Regions from separate parts of the Anas platyrhynchos genome. Here region 1 is linked to region 2. A link is a contact called in public Hi-C data. All regions are on one chromosome and are shown on one strand. Each heading gives the region's core, a stretch centred on a gene start, on an enhancer-like site or on the middle of the called end of the contact. The rest is flanking DNA. Distances are from core to core; before and after follow the strand shown.

Region 1 (4,178 bases), core at 744-3,243, 59 kb before region 2:
AGCTTTACCATGAGCTATCCCACAGCTCACTAAGTATGTTATATTTTGGTTTGGGACAAAGTCACTTGAAAGAAGAAAATGCTCTTATCATGGCAAAAAGTGCTCTGGAATATTTTACCATGATAGGAATGGCATCATAGACATTTAACTAGATCACAAGAATGAGAAAAAGAAATATTATCATGTGTTTGTTTGTTTGTTTTCCTTTCTCTGCCTTTGAGGATGGAGTAGAACGTCTGTCTGTTAGTCCTCCTGGGGAACTCTGCTCACAAGTCCTTGTCCTTACAGTGAGAGTTGAAAAACATCCCCAAAGCTAAGCACACAGGATATGAGCAGCACCGAACTGTGTCCTTCCGCTTTTTGCTAGTATTCAGTGCTGTCAGCCCCTGACAGTTTTGCTTGAGGCTGATTTCAAAGCAGAAAACCTTTGCATTCAAATCCCTTTTACAAATCTCCAAGTAACATATCTTACATAGGGGAAGAGATACTTTTAGGAAAATCCAGATAAATGATAAATTACTTTAAAAAAAAAGTAGTGCAAAGGGATGTCAGAACTCTGCTTATAGCTGCAGTTAATATTAACAAAAAGAAAGCTTGGTGTATGTTTTGTTGCTGAATTTAGCTTTCGTTCTCCCTGGCACGATTTTAGTCCAGTTTTTGAGTTCAATGAATGATAATGGTGAAACTCAGTGCAACTTTTTGGATTTAGCTCCAGATTTTCTTATTGTACTTGTGGGCTTTCCAGATCTTTATCTTAAAAACAAGAGAGTGCTGCTAATGAGTAAAACGAAGACTACAACATATGATTGTTCTTATAGCCTCTTCTGAGTGGGAGGGTAGTGCTGCAATTTAAATCTGTAGTTTCTATATTGCAGCTAATAACCTGTACTTAGTTCACTGGTATTTCTTTTGCCTTCATGTTAGTGCCATGTGATACAAGATATAGCTTGTAAAGAAATTATGGCAGTATTACTTGTAATATAATTGCAAACTAAGACATACCTACACTTACAAACAATCACAGACACACAGGATATGTGAGATTGGAAAGGACCTCCAGAGCCCACCTGGCCCAACCCCTGCCCAAGCAGGGCCACCCAGAGCAGGCTGCCCAGGGCCACTTTTCCAGGTGGCTTTTGCATCTTTCCAAGGAGAAGACTGTGCTGCTGATGTGGGCAGCCTGTGCCATCTCTCCATAACCTGCACAGTAAGGATGTGCCTCCTGAAAGACCAAATGTTTCCTGTGCAGTGTTTTCTGTACATGGTGCACTACCATAACAACCCTGACTTAAAATTTCATTTATGACACAGACATGCTAAAATCAAATAAGCTTCATTTGTAGATTATTGAAGGTTTAATTACTTTGTAAGCAAACAAGCCATAGCTCAACGAGTACTTTTCTATGCAAACAGTATAATATTACAAGTAGCCCAGACTGGGAATGAAGTTATTAAAATGGGTTTGCAGCAGCAATATAAAGCATCTTTAATAGATGCCTGCCTAGATGCTCAGTGCACTCATTTTGTAAGTCATCATGCAAAAAATCTTGGTGTAGACAAGGCCTGGCCCTGGCTGAAATATTTTCTGTGGTTGTTGAATTAACCTCCACACCACTGTATTAGGTGGCTAAATAGTCTTCTCACTTTAGACGCAGAGCAGCTGCAAATTGTACATTGCTTTTCACACTTCGTGATGTTGAGCCTGCTGCTGAGCAGTGTCTCTGGGAAAGCAGTTTTTAGCCACGTGGCTAAACAAGAGCTTTGCATTAAAAGCAGCCTAATGTACCATGAGGGTGTGTCGATAGATCTGGGCACCAGGAATTGTAGCTGTGGGCAGGGCAGCGGAGAGGCAGCTCTGCTCTCTCAGCCATGCTCCCTGTCCCGGGCTCCCTTCCTGCATCCCGGAGGAGCCGCAGAGCCAGTCCGTGAGCAGCTATTCTGAGCACCCCATCACATGGTCCTGGAAGCATTTTAATAAACTCTGGCTGGCAGTGCAGCCAGTAGCTTCCCCTCAAAATAAAACAGCTGCCCGGCATCTCAACACAGCAAGAAAGCGCCCAACCCAGCCGAGAGCATAGGGACACTGGTACCCAGCAAAAATGTCCGACAAAACCCCCTTCGAAACAGATATGCTGACCCTCACGCGGTTTGTCATGGAAAAGGGACGGCGAGTCAAAGGAGCCACCGGGGAGCTGACACAGCTGCTCAACTCCATGCTGACTGCCATAAAGGCCATTTCCTCGGCAGTCAGAAAGGCGGGCCTTGCCCACATGTGAGTCCTGCTGAGACGTACGGGGAGGACATGAGGTGGAGAGGCTCCTGCTTGCAGTGCAAGGCTGGGAAGAGGGTAGGGATGTTTAACTGCATTGCAAGAGGCTGCAGGCAGGCGGAGGTCAGGACATGGGTTGCCAGGAGCGGGAAGTGGAGATCTCTCAGGAGCACTCCAGTATTGAGCACTAGGTAGAAGCTTAGGCAAGCTGCTGTTCTGCAATATTTTACTGCTAAAACACGAGTCAGGACTTCAGGGCGCCATTCACCTCTTAAAGGTTGATACTGATGTATTTTTAAATTTACTGTGAATCTGCAGGAAAATGCACCGTGATATTTTCTGCTAACAGCCAAGCACGGTGCTGAGTGGTGCAAACAGATCTTGGCTTGCCTTGGGAAGCTGATGTTCTGCCTGACTGCAGTGTAAGTCATGCTCCGAAGCAACAACCCTGCAAGAAATGGCATATGCTATCCTTCATGGGTACATTTACCCCTCCCTCCTCAACCAGTGTCAGCGTTACAGATGGGGAGATTTAAAAGGTCTTATATGAAAAGCAAACAAAATAATTTGGCATGTAGTGGTTTAGAAAGCAAAAATTTACCTTAGCAAATCCTGGAATGACTTGTGCTGTTCTTCACACAGCCAGATTGAAATAAATAAATAAATAAATCACTATCAGCCTTTTAATGGTGATCTTTTAATGGTGATCTATTAGGAGCAGCTCAGGGAGCTGGAAACTCCTAATAAAATTATGTATTTAAAATATACAGTTGTTGTTTATGTATTAAAGTATATTTGTGCACACTCCTGTGCATGTACATATGCATGCATTTGTAGAAGATAGGGAATATATCTATGTAAGAAAGACAACACTTGTCATTTACTCCTTTCTAATTATTATTATTTTTTTTCATCCTGTGGAAACACTGAAATGCTTTAACACCCTGTTTTTTTTTTTGCGCTTCTGCTGCCTATTTGGTCAAAACCCTCGATGATCTTTTCCAATCATAAATTCAGTGTCTCAGTACTACCATACTCACTTTACAGGTGTGGACTGTAATTTGTAGAGAGTCGTACCCAAAGTTAGCAGCAGCCTCATGTTCCTGTGCGCTAACTCTTAAGTTGTATTTTTGTCTCTGTAGTTATGAGGTAAAGCTGAGCTGTTTTTTCTTCCCATTTTAGAGGAAATGTTGCATTTACTTATTTTTTGTCTTTCAAGATACAACTTCTGATTTATTTCATAAGTGGGGAGAACTACTGCTTAATAGACTGGAGGTGGAATAGCCACCTTGCCTACAAGACTCTACTACTGCCTCAGTGCTACATGAATCTTCCCTTCAGAAGGAATACACCCATTATCTTAAGGAGTAAACATCTTTTTCTACCAAATTTATATATTTGGTATATATATATTTATTTTTATTTATGTATATGTATATAAAGGATATATATAATGTATATATATGATATTATATCTATATATATATGTATGTATATATATATATATATATATAAGATAACAACCAAGAAATATCTAAAATATCCAAACACACAAATAAATAACCTGTACTGTTCAAACTGCTGCTGAAACCATGAAATTTTGGAGATTCCTGTGGCAAGCTTCCAACCATGGTGACTGGTTTGCATCTGTCTGCACTTATGCCTTCTTCCCATGAGCAAGAGCTGGGACCTTATCATCAAACAGAAAAATGCAGCTAGAGAGCTCTGATTTTTATGGCTTCTCCAAATAGGAGAATGTGAAGTAACTTCTTTGATGGTTTATAGTGCAGTGTGAATTTTTAACAAATTTGCCATTCAAAGGTGAAGAATGGCTTAACAAAATAAAAAATAAATTTGGGTTGGAAACCTGCCTGGAAACACACTAACTGGAGATTGGATGTTTAACGTG
Region 2 (4,257 bases), core at 2-2,501:
CCTTAGAAGGCAGCAACCACCACTTTGCAGAACACCCCTGAGCCAGGTTATAAGGCTGGGATAAGAAGGTCATACGCCAGACCTGGGAATCCTCCTCCTGACAGCAACAATTCTAAGCTGTGGGCCTTAATTCAGTTCCTGAAGCATACATTAAGACTGTGTTAATCCATGAGTTTAAACATTGCACAGCTCCTTTCTGAGCCTCTGTTAGCAGACTGCTGCTGCAGGTCACTGCCTCAAGCTTCTTCTGCAATCCTTATTGCTACTTGACTGCCAGACCTAACAGCTGCAAGCAGTATTTCCTTCTGACTGTGAGCAACCAAGGAAATTTAGCCTATCCTATCTGGTACTAATTTGGCTACGGTGACTCATCGTCTTCCATGATCTCCAGGCTAATTGCTACAACGTCCTCCAGCCACCAACGTGATCCCTGGGGTTCTCTGGAAAACTTTGATCCAAAGTGCTCTGGTTGTAGGGAGTGGTGTTTTGACTCCTTATTTATAAACAAATCAAATAATCTAATCCTAGCTGTCAAATAGGTGGGATTACCTCCAAAGTAATCTCTTTCCTACCCCAGGAATGATGAAATCATCCACACAATGGGTTTGGGAATGAAGGAGCTAATTCTGTCCTGGAGCTCACCTGGGCTTGGCACTGGCTTTCGTGTGCACTGACTACATTGCCTTCAGCACAACATTCAAGACCTGTGCCCTCAGTTTTCCACAGTGATGAAAGCTTTGGCCTCAGTGGTAGCCGACTGCACTCAGCACTTTGCAGAGTAAATTTTTTTTTTTCCTCATTTGCAACCAATAAAAAGTCAGAATCTGAAAAAACAAACAAACAAAATATATGCCAGTGCTGCCAAGTTGTAGGGCTTTGAAGGCAAATTTAGGGATAGCAGGACTTGTCAATATTCCAAAGGTCCCAGCAGGTGACCTCTCTCCCTGCACTCACTTTGCTTATCTGACCCACTCTGCTAGGTGCATTTCGGCTGGTAAACTGTCCTGCAGGGGGGATGCCCTTCTGAGACTTACTCACCCCTAGGAAGCCACAGACTGCAATGATGAAAGTATCCTTCCTCGTGGCCAGGCTAAACCAGCAGATTTTGCAATGGAAGGGGCAGCCGAAGAAAGGAAGCACACGGTGAGTCAGAGGGTCACACACGCAGCCCTCTGACAGCCTCAGCACGGGCTGACACGACAGCCTGCCCTGCTTTCCTGGGCTCTGCTGAGAAAAGTGCAGCCCCGTGCACCACACGCCAGTCAGTGCCTCATGCCAGCCCTTACTCACGCATGCAAACGCTGCAGAAACGCAGCAGAAGCCTCTCCCAGCCTTCCTTTCTGCTTGGAGATGCGAGTGCCTGTTAGCTGCATGGATGTCCTATGTTCATGCCAACAGGTCCCAGGTCCCGCAGCTCAGTCCCGATGTGCCCCGTCTCAGCACAGGGCGGTGATTTTGCAGGCACATCCAGCCAGCACAGCAGCACGGCTGCGTTTTCAAGAATGATCTCTAAATATGCATGGTTTGGGTCTGGACCTCACCCAGGGCAGTCTGCTGGTGCAGAAGTGCTAAGCCATTTTGGTTAATGCAGGATTGAACCAGGTCCAGCTGAGGCACTCTTCCAGCCTTGAGTCAGCGTTTGCTATTTGTCCACTGTTCCAGTAAAGCTGGTTATGGTAAACGGTGCCACCGTACAGTCTTCTGTCTGTAGCTCAGCTGACTTCTGCAGACCTGAATTCATACATGCAAAGTCTGAGTGTCTTTGCTATAAACATTTAAACACTTTGGAAACCAGAAGTACCTGAGAATTGCTAAAATCTTATTTTCTTCCTTTTTATTTATTTATTTATTTATTAATTATTATTATTATTATTATTATTATTATTATTATTAATAATAATTATTATTATTAATTATTTAATTAATTTAATTATTTAATTAATTTAATTATTAATTATTAATTATTATTATTAATTATTATTATTATTTATAATTATTATTATTATTATTATTATTAATAATAATAATAATAATAATAATAATAATTTATTTTTTTATTACCTTGCTTTCCAAGACAGGAAAACTGAGACATAAGTGAATCTGTGGTCCTGTTTATTTATTTCTATATTTATTTATTTTTTAACAAGCATAGTTCAAAGCCAAATAGAAATAGATTTTAGTACTGTACGTAGTGCATTCAACCAACCTTCAAAGAGGACCATGCACTGCTCTGACTGCTCCGACCTGAAGAGAGGTTTCAGCACACAGCATGCTTTATTTAATTCTTTTGAAGGTTCAGCTTGGGCATTGCTCTTCCATTTCATTTGCAAAGCTGAATCAAAGAATGGCTTGGATTAGAAAGGACTTTAAAGATCATCTGATTCTCTCTGCCATGGGCAGGGACACCTCCCACCAGCCCAGGCTGCCCAAAGCCCCATCCAGCCTGGCCTTGAGCACCTCCAGGGATGGGGCATCCACAGCTTCTCTGGGCAGCCTGTGCCAGGGCCTCACCACCCTCTGAGTGAAGAATTTCCTCCTCACATCTAAACTAAAGCTCCCCTCTTCTAGTTTAAAACCATTCCCCCTTGTCCTGTCATTGTCTGCCCATTCTGCCCGTGTAAAAAGTCATTCTCCATCTTTTTTATATCCGCTTTAAGTATTGAAAGGCTGCAGTGAGGTCATCCTGGAGCCATCTTTTCTGCAGACTGAACAACCCCAGCTCTCAGCCGTTCTTCAAAGGAGAGGTGCTCCAGCCCTCTCTCTGATCAACTTTGTAGCCCTGCTCTGGACTTGCTCTAACAGCCCCACAACATTCTTGTGCTGGGGACCCCAGAGCTGAATGCAGGACTCCAGGTGGGGCCTCCCAAGGGCAGAGCAGAGGGGCACAATCCCCTCCCTCCACCTGCTGCCCACCCCTCTGTTGGTGCAGCCAATGATGCAGTTCGTCTTCTGGGCTGCAGGCACGCACTGCTGGCTCATGTGGAGCCTTTCATCCACCAGAACCCCCAAGTCCTTCTCTGCAGGGCTGCTCTCAGTGAGTTCTTCTCCCAGTCTGTACTCATGTCTGGGATTGCCCCCCCCCTCAGTCCATCTCTCTCCGATGTGGAGATCAGAACATCATGTGGGACTCTGACACGGAAACAGTGACATGGTTCGTATCGAGGAATCTGTTTTCAGCAATGGTACAACACAGCTTCTTTGGTGCAGAAAGGCTGCAGGGCACCAGCAAGGAACTTCTGCCAAGGCTGGGAAACACAGCCAGCACAGGATTTGGGCCTGGCATTGGCTCCAGCACGGGGAGCTGTAACAGCTTCACAGCTGCTCTGGGGAAGACCTGGCCATGTAGGGAGCAGGGTTCTGGCTCCTTGCTGAGCCTCCTGGCTCTGTCAGTCTCTGACATGAAGAGTTGCTAAATCCCCATAGTTTCATAACTCTTTCTCAATCATTTGAATCACAAGGATCCTGAAACCTGTGGCTGTCTGTGGTTTACATCCTCTTAAGGCGAGAAGAATAATTTATACCCACCTCCACCCAAGGATGCCCTTCTTGTCCCATCCTCAGGGATTTGCTTGCAGCCATTGATCTCTCCTGGCTTTCCAAATGCACCAGTTCGGTCAGCAGCAGAACTCCACAGGGTCTAAAACTATTTCCTAGCATGACCAGCAGCAATATGAAACACTTCCCTACCCTATGTGTGCATGGTGCTGCACACCTGGGAAAAGAGACTCTACTTGGAAAAAATGATCTGCACCAAAATGCTCACTTCCTGCACACCCTGCTTTGAAAATTTCTTCCGAATTTGAGTTCAGACGTCAGTAATAAACATTTCTGAACTGCAAGATCAGCTGTGTCTTGGCCTTGAGCAATTGTGTTGCAAGCTTGAGTTTGTCTCGTTATTGATTTTGTTGACAAAATGAACATTGGCACTAACCTCTGCATCATCAGCTTGCGTCTCAGCAGCTCTGCTCTGAAGCTACGAAGCACAAGGAACAGCGTTTTGATGGTTAGTGTCCAACCCCACCCGTTTTCCTGGCAGAAGCTGTGTTTGTGGTTGGCACAGTCAAACAATTTATATTTACAGATAAACTTTTTAATCATCGAAGACTGCCACTGCCCCCGTTTCTAGAGTGAGTCAGGGCCAGTGCGTTTAAAATGCAGCTCTAAAAATTGTGGTGTGAAGCTCTGTAGCACTGACCAAACAGGGAATCAATAAAACTGAAACAACTGAAGAGCACGTGGGATTCCCTTTGGTATCAC

Evidence for each region. Hi-C and Micro-C count contacts between places; a contact is called where the count stands out from the background.
Region 1: a Hi-C map of skeletal muscle shows a contact between it and region 2, with 2.1 times the contacts expected there. The contact joins the promoter of LOC101804261 here to the enhancer-like site in region 2. A contact is called at or near these places in 4 of 8 Hi-C or Micro-C datasets (F1 follicle, liver, skeletal muscle and 1 more).

What each region holds. Positions count from the first base shown.
Region 1 is chrZ:44,825,046-44,829,223 of IASCAAS_PekinDuck_T2T, reverse strand. LOC101804261 (fructose-1,6-bisphosphatase isozyme 2) reads left to right here and starts at 1,993. Exons shown (of 7, transcript XM_021270706.4): 1 at 1,993-2,272. The coding sequence starts at 2,100.
Region 2 is chrZ:44,765,200-44,769,456 of IASCAAS_PekinDuck_T2T, reverse strand. No RefSeq gene overlaps it. Among named protein-coding and RNA genes, the nearest start is that of CTSL, 23 kb to the left of the region's middle. Within about 2 kb of position 1,251, at least 3 of the 8 cell types and tissues checked have an H3K27ac peak or open chromatin away from gene starts, as enhancers often do.